Regions from separate parts of the Mus musculus genome. Here region 1 is linked to region 2. A link is a contact called in public HiChIP or PLAC-seq data. All regions are on one chromosome and are shown on one strand. Each heading gives the region's core, a stretch centred on a gene start, on an enhancer-like site or on the middle of the called end of the contact. The rest is flanking DNA. Distances are from core to core; before and after follow the strand shown.

Region 1 (4,078 bases), core at 1,240-3,739, 560 kb after region 2:
TACCCCTGCTCATTAAAATATGGTTCCATGTATAACCTCATCCTGGCTTCAGTCTAGGGTCTGGATTAATTTAGAGAAAAACCTAAACGTAAGATGACCATATTCAACTCAGTTGCCAAAAAGATGAGTTACAAAAGGCTGTGCTAAGCAGATGCCACTAGAAGAGAGGATAGTGGGTAGGAGAGGGAAGGAGCCCAGTAAACACCCGCCAAGGTGCAGCGACATTCTTGTGTCATACCAAGCACTCTGAAAGTGTGGCATTCCTCTGCATCTCACAGTGACCATCTGAAAGACATCAGTATTCCAAACTACCAAGAAGAACCCTTGGACCTCCATTAGAAAGATTAAAGAATGTGTTTGGTGCAGACCAAAAACAAATCTCAGATTATAGAAGTTGTCAAACTATCTTGACTGCCAACTGGACTATCAGCTTGAGGCAAGAACTCACTCATCCTATTTGCTCTCATGATGGTAAATCTTTTCTTTTAAGATTTATTATGTATTTATTTATTTATTTTTGTGTTTGAGTGTATATATGTGCACCATGTGCATGCAGAGGCCTCAAGAGGCCAGAAGAAGGTATAAGGCCCCCTAAAGCTGGAGTTGTAGGGAGCTGTAAGCTGTACAGCATGTATCTGGGAACTGAACTTGGATCTCCTAGAACAGTATCAAGTGCTCTTAACCACTGAGCTATCTCTAGAGCCTGGCATGGACCTTTGAGCTCTATATGCACATTCACACACATGTACATAAACACCCTGGAGGGCAAGAAAAAAATTAGAAAAGAAAATGTAGCATTTCACAGACACAGAAGGTCAAAGACCAGAGATAACCTAACCTGGAAAGACTAACCAAGCCTCAAAACCAGGCTATGACCTTTTGTTATAACCCTTCAAATTGTCCCCAAAAGTAAGGACCTTCTGAATGGCTCTCAAGGGAATGATTTTCTGGTCAACACTGCCTGGGGGCAAGACAGAGACTGCAAGTATATGGGTGGATCCTGATGGAGGACTCTGTGATGCCCCAGAATGTATCTGAACTGTGAGGCAGATAACATCCTAACTATGGAATGAGGAACAAAGAGAAAGGCAGGCCAGTAAACCTCAGCAGTCACCATTGTGCAAAGGTCCAGGGAAGATGCATCTGCAAGTTACCGGCCAGGAGGAGACAGGAAGAAAATTCAGACTCTACACCAAAGGCTAACTAACCCTTTTCCATGCCAGCACTCCCCCCAGACTCTCCTTCTGAGTGAGAGAACACTGACCCAGTGTTCAGCTTTCCTGTGGGGAGAAGAAACTTTAATTACAAAGCTAATTGCAGATTGAGTGCACCTGGTAGTGTGTGTGTGTGTGTGTGTGTGTGTGTGTGTCTGTGTGTGTCTGTGTGTGTCTGTGTGTGTCTGTGTGTGTGTGTGTGCATGTGGTATATGTGTGTGTGTTTGTGTGTGTGTATGTGTGTGTGTCTGTGTGTGTTTGTCTGTGTGTCTGTGTGTGTGTCTGTCTGTGTGTCTGTGTGTGTATGTGCGTGTGTCTGTGTGTGTTTGTCTGTGCGTCTGTGTGTGTGTCTGTGTGTGTGTATGTGTGTGTCTGTGTTTGTGTGTGTGTGTTTGTCTGTGTGTCTGTGTGTGTCTGTGTGTGTGTCTGTGTGTGTATGTGTGTGTGTGTCTGTGTGTGTGTCTGTGTGTGTGTCTGTGTGTCTGTGTGTCTGTGTGTGTGTGTGTCTGTGTCTGTGTGTGTGTCTGTGTGTGTGTATGTGTCTGTGTGTGTGTGCATGTGGTATATGTGTGTGTGTGTCTGTGTGTGCATGTGGTATATGTGTGTGTGTGTCTGTGTGTGTGTGTGTGTGTGTGTGTGTGTCTGTGTTAGCCTTGAGTCAATTAAGAAGAGGCTCCTTTTCATCCATTCTTTCACCAAGATTCTAAGCTTTTAAAGAAAGAAAAGGAAGATGACAAAAAGCAACAAGGTGTCTTGGGAACAGAGCCTCTCCTGGAGTAAGGAGGTGAGGGGGTGTCAGTGTTGTATGTTACAAGCAGGTATGGGCTTCCTATGTGTAAGACCAACAGGAAGCTTGGGCCCTCACCTTCCTACAGGATTCCTGCTGCTCTCACCAGGTTACATGTGGGGCAAAGAAAGAGAATTGTAGGCCCAGACGAGCTTCCTCCCAGCAACTGTTCCCTACAAACGCTTGGTGATATTTTGTACCTGCTTAGAATTTTGTGGGGCTGTATCAGTAGCAAAGAACCTGAGGCTTGGTGTGGCCCACCCAAAAGGACAGGGACATTGTGTGCCCTCCAATTGCAGGAAGGAAGGAAATGGGGATGGGAGGGAGAGGGAAGAGGAGGAAGGGAGGAAATAGACACGGCCACTTCTGGAGCTGTGCTCACAGAATGGCAGTCTGGCTTTCCTGGCCAGCAGCATCCCAGCAGATATGTGGGGCTGACTAGGAACTGGCTGTAGGCAGACACAAAGCCAGCAGGGAAAAGATGGAGTCTGGGCACACTGTTGGCCAAGTGACAACGATGGCAGAGAAAGCATTCATTCCTGCTGGGCACCCTGGTCTGCTCACAGCTGGTTTCAGTGAATGCTGGTTGAGGGCCAGCTATCTCCATTTATCTGTGTTAGTCCATTTTTGTTACCATAACAGAAAACGTGGGGTTGGGAGGCACTTCTAAAGAAGACTACTAAGATCACAGTTTTGATGGCTATGTAATCTAAAAGGATGATACTGCTCTGGTGAGGAACCCTGGGCTGTACTTCCTCCTATCACATGGTCGTGAGACAGCATACATGCAAACAGAGAAGATAAATGGCCAGATAGGAATATAGAAGCATGGGGCAGGGGGCGGGAGGCAGTAAGGACCTCCTCAACCGCTGTCCTGACAACCTGACCTCCAGCACAGGAAACCTTTAGGGTACAGTCACAGCATAGCCAAACCAGGACACTTTTTCTCCAAATGTGACCAGGTTTACAGATGACAAGCTGTCAGCAGTCTTAGCTCCCTCATCTCAAAGAGTGTTCTCCAAGGGCTGAAGGGATAGCAGATCAGCCAGTAAAGCATTTGCTATGTAAGCATGAGGTTCTAAGTTCTGACTTCCACTATACACATAAAAAGCTGAATCCTTAATCATACCGTATCTGGAGCAACAAATACAGGTGACCGCCTAGCGCTCACTGGCCAGACAGCCTAGTCAAGTCGGTGGGCTCCAGGTTCAGTGAGAGACCATGACTCAAAAATAATGTGGAGAGCGATAAAGGCAGATCCAAGTCACACACACACACCACCTCTACAAGCATCCATCTTCCTCACACGCCAACACAAACACTTCATCCACCACATGCACACTAACTTTAAAACTATAATAAAAAGCAATTTTCAAAGAGTAGTTTCCAAATTGGGTTGAGCCGTGTGATGTCTGTCACAAATACTTATGTGAATCCCAATAAGTTAAGCAGACAGGGCAGAGCTTTCCCACACGAGCCAAGCTGAGGGTGGATCGGTCTCCACCTCCCACCCATCAGGCCTCCAACTTGGGAGGCTGCCAGAATTCTCCATGGACGCTGGGCAGAATCAGAAACTACACAGATGAGGGCTCTGCAGCTGACACCCGGAGCCCCAGGCAGAAGGACAGCAGGAAGGTACATCTGATTAAGATCAATTGATGCTATGTCCTTTCTAAATAAACCACCAAGCTCATTCCTACGTGCTCAGAGGCCGTGCCAATAAATGATTGGACAAATCAATTCAGTAAGCCTGGATTACCAGAACTGGTCCACATTTATCCCAGTCCCAGTGAGGACAAAACCTGGAACATTGGGAGACAGGACCATAGAGGATGTGGTTTCAGCAGGCTAGGTCTGCACCATGGTGAACTGGGTTGTGACTTGGAGGTCTCAGTTATGAAGTGTCTTCACAGGCTCTGACAACTCAACAAAAGATTTTGCCAGCCCTCAGCATAGAGGGTTTCCTGTGGGTTTGAATGCACAGCCAGAGAGAGGGGTCTATAGATGACGGGCAGTTCTGTATCTTGCAGCTTTAGGCAAAAGAGAGAGGGGAAGGGAGAGGAAGAAAGGGAGAGAG
Region 2 (3,738 bases), core at 790-3,289:
AGTCAAGCCCTCACTCAATTGATCTATACTTCCAGGTCCCTAAATTCTTTTTCTGATGTTATGAGCTGGATTCTTTAGGACATGAACTGGGGCCCAGTTTTGGGAATAGTCTTTGGTACCTTTAGTCTCTCGGGAAGCATCCGGGGTGAGCTGCAGGTTTTTTTTTTTCCAATTGCCATCGCCACTGGGTTGTTTTGGAAGTTGCAGGATTTAGTATTCCTGGGCTGGCATGGCCTACTTGGTTTCAGTGGGTAAACACTTAAGTCATTTGCCTGAGGCTTGTTTTGGCTGAGTCTCTGAATGGTAGCACCTGCAGGTGCTTCCCTAGGGATGAACAGTCCCAACGGGAAGGCTCTCTTTCTCCTTAATGAGAACCCTTAAAGTGCAAGCAAATGAGATTGCTGGGTGCAGAGGAATTGTGACAGATAACTGGGCCTGGGCTGTGTTCCCACTGTTGCAGGAAGCATAGGCAGTGTTATGGATCGGGGCCTTTAGAAAGTGATTGGATCAGGAGGCAGAGCCCTCACGAATGGGTTTAGTGGCTCTCTATAGGAGCTTGAAGAACATGCCTCGGTCCCTTTGTCCTTCTGCCATGTTGTGGTTGTGGAACAAGGACTCATGGTTTATGCCACAGATGCCTAAGTCACAGATATAGGAGGCTGACTAAACAGTCAGTTGAAGTGTGCATGCTGACATGAAGGCCGTGAGACTGGAGCACAGGGCCAGTTCTAATTGTGAAGCCCCACTGGCTTTCTAAGGAGAAAAAACCAAAACCCCAGGAATGACTTTGGAATTGTTATCGGGTATTTAGTTCACTTAGCAGTTGCATTCAGGCCTTTCCAGACTTCCTCTATCAGGTAAAACCAGGAATTAAAGAAGCATGAAACACTTCCACTTGAATTGTGAAGGAAGGCTTCAGAAATATTGCCTCTGGTGGGTCACGTGAAGGCATGTCCAGCAGCAGGTCCAAGCGGGTGGAAAGGACAGATTTCAGAGCACTGTCCCCACTGTTTAAAGTTCCCCTGGGCTAAGTGTCTAGCAGGGGAACCACAGTGGCACCTCTTGGCCTTGTGCTCTGGACTTTGCACAATCCAGGTCCCAGGAGCTAGCTCAGTCTAACCCTCACGAAGATGGCCTCTGTAAGAGTGAACTTTCACAGATCCCATGCTGAGAAACACCCAGAGTAAGCTCTGGCATGTCTTTGAGATCTTCTTGCTAGGGTTGAAGAGATAGCTCAGTCAGTGACGTGCCTGCTGTGCAAGGGTGAGGGCCTGAGTTCGATCCCCAGCACCTGTGTGAAAGGCCAGATTTGGGGGTGGGGGGCACTTGTAATCCCAGGGCTAGGAAAGTGAAAAGGGGCAGGAGCTAGGGCTTGTTAACCAACTCATTCGGTGAGCTCCAGGTCAGTAAAAGCCTCTGTCTCAAAAAACAGAGTGGGTGCTAGAGAGATGGCTTAGCAGTTAATCGTCTTTCCTGCTCTTCTAGACCCAAGTTCTGTTCCCTGCCCCCACACCAAGTGGTTCTCATCCACTTGTAACTGCAGGTCCAAAGAATCTGATGCCCTCTCTGGCTTCCTGGGGGCATCCAAATGCATGTTCACAGACACACACACACACACACAGACAGACACACACACACACAGACACACACACACGTAAGTAAATAATCTTAAAACAAACAAACAAAAAGAGTGTATGACATCTGAGGAGTGACATCTGAAATTGACCTCTGGTTTCTCTTTACACACACAAACACACACACACACACACACACACAGAAAGAGAGAAAAAGAGGGAGAGAGAGCTATGCATGCATACTTACACATAATGCACACACATACATTGCATATACATACATGCACATACACAGACACACACACAAGCTCATGCACGCATGTACAATTCTCATGCCAAGGGCAGGACCTTCAGACTGCTTATTTTGGTCCCCAGCACCTGCTCCAGTTCTGGCTCACACAGGTGCCAGCGTCTGCTGGAAGAATGCTCAGATGGATGCGTGCTGCTAGGCTAGCACCAGTTCCAGCTGTCTGCAATCCTGTGTGCCTGATAATCTCAGTGCATAGTGCTATAGCTCGGAAATGAATGGCCGTGAGCTGCAGGCTTCCAGAGCGCAGAGGCTGCAGGCTTGGACACTGGAGTCAGACACAGATGGGTCATTTTGCTCAGCCTCTGACTATTTTTGTGATCTCAACCCAGTCACTTGATCTTTGAGCTTCTGTTTCCTCATATATATATAAAATGGCTGTCATAAAGTCTACTTTATTTGACTATCAAGGGAATGAAATCAGATAACGCCTATAAAATGTCCAGCTATGTCCCTGGCACATACTGAGTGATCAGTAAACAGGCTTGTCTGGGACTGTGTGTGTCACCAGCTGCAATGCTTTAGAATCCAGGTGGTGGGAGGGAGGGCACATATCATGCGTGTGTGGGTATTGTGAAAGGAGGTTTTATGTAGCCCAGGCTGGCCTTAACTTGCTATACAGTCAGCACTGGCGTTGGACTTCTTTTTTTTTTTTTTTCTGTTTTGTTTTCTTTTCTTTTTAAAATTAGGTATTTTCTTCATTTACATTTCAAATGCTACCCCAAAAGTCCCCCAGGCCCCCCCACCCCCTACCCACCCACTCCCACTTCTTGGCCCTGGTGTTCCCCCATACTGAGGCATATAAAGTTTGCAAGACCAAGGGACCTCTCTTCCCAATGATGGCCGACTAGGTCATCTTTTGATACATATGCAGCTAGAGTCAAGAGCTCCGGGATACTGGTTAGTTCATATTGTTGTTCCCCCTATAGGGTTGCAGACCCTTCAGCTCCTTGGGTGCTTTCTCTAGGGCGTTGGACTTCTGATCCTCTTGCTTCTACTACCCCAAACACTGGAATTACAGATTCTCATCATGACTTCTGGAGTATGTGGTGTTGAGGGATACAGATTTTTTTTTTTCACATCAAGTAGGCATCTTACTAAGTAAGCTGTATCCCCTGCTCACATGTCTCTGTTTTTAGAGGTGGTAGAATTGTGGATTCTGGGCTCCAGAGCCTGCCATTATAGTGATTGGTATCCACCGTTAACCCTATGGTCATGTGGACACTAAGTCATGAGCAAAAGGCTTGGAGGACTGAGTGAGGCACAGGAATCAGGTGAGGTCAGGGCTAGGATGAGGTCACACGGAGCCAGTGAGATAGCTGGCTGGATTCTCAGGATACAAGCTATGGCTGAATTCCTAGAAGTTATGGGATGGGAGAACTTCCTCTGGGTCTCCTCTGGTCCTCAGCTTGGTGGAGTTTCCTCATCCATCAAAGCTTGCTTCTGCTCTGTGGGGAAGAGTCCTCTCAGCCAAGGGACTTTATGGGAGCCATCATGACCGTGAAATTTGACTCAGGCAAGACGAACCACTGGGTGAATTTTATTGTGAGTCCTGTATGCCAGGAACTCCTAGAATATGTTTTGCGAGAAAGCCCCAGAGTGTGGAGACAGGAGCCAGGCTCAACCCTGTCAGGCAGGAGGTAGGTCAATGACGCCATCTGGGGAATTTCAGCTGCTCAGAGTGGACTGGCAGTGCTGTGGGTGGTGACTGAATTTTACCCTTGGTTATCAGTCATTCGCTTGACAAACATTCATTTCTCCTCTTTGCTTTCTTCCTAGGTGAAGCCGTGGCAGAGTGAGGGTATGGGTCTGGACTTATGCTACATCAGGAACACGATGTGCTTCCACATAGCCTTG

The links. HiChIP or PLAC-seq counts read pairs in DNA pulled down with a chosen protein or histone mark.
Region 1: an H3K27ac HiChIP or PLAC-seq map of VIP interneurons shows a contact between it and region 2, with 5 times the contacts expected there. The contact joins two enhancer-like sites. A contact is called at or near these places in 2 of 115 datasets of contacts at active chromatin or transcription factors (VIP interneurons and differentiating embryonic stem cells) and 1 of 9 other capture datasets (embryonic stem cells).

What each region holds. Positions count from the first base shown.
Region 1 is chr7:111,734,077-111,738,154 of GRCm38.p6, forward strand. The region is part of intron 1 of Galnt18 (polypeptide N-acetylgalactosaminyltransferase 18); the gene reads right to left. Among named protein-coding and RNA genes, the nearest start is that of Galnt18, 44 kb to the right of the region's middle. Within about 2 kb of position 2,490, at least 14 of the 459 cell types and tissues checked have an H3K27ac peak or open chromatin away from gene starts, as enhancers often do. A contact at or near this core is called in VIP interneurons, where this site is marked.
Region 2 is chr7:111,172,547-111,176,284 of GRCm38.p6, forward strand. No RefSeq gene overlaps it. Among named protein-coding and RNA genes, the nearest start is that of Gm33098, 36 kb to the right of the region's middle. Within about 2 kb of position 2,040, at least 15 of the 459 cell types and tissues checked have an H3K27ac peak or open chromatin away from gene starts, as enhancers often do. A contact at or near this core is called in VIP interneurons, where this site is marked.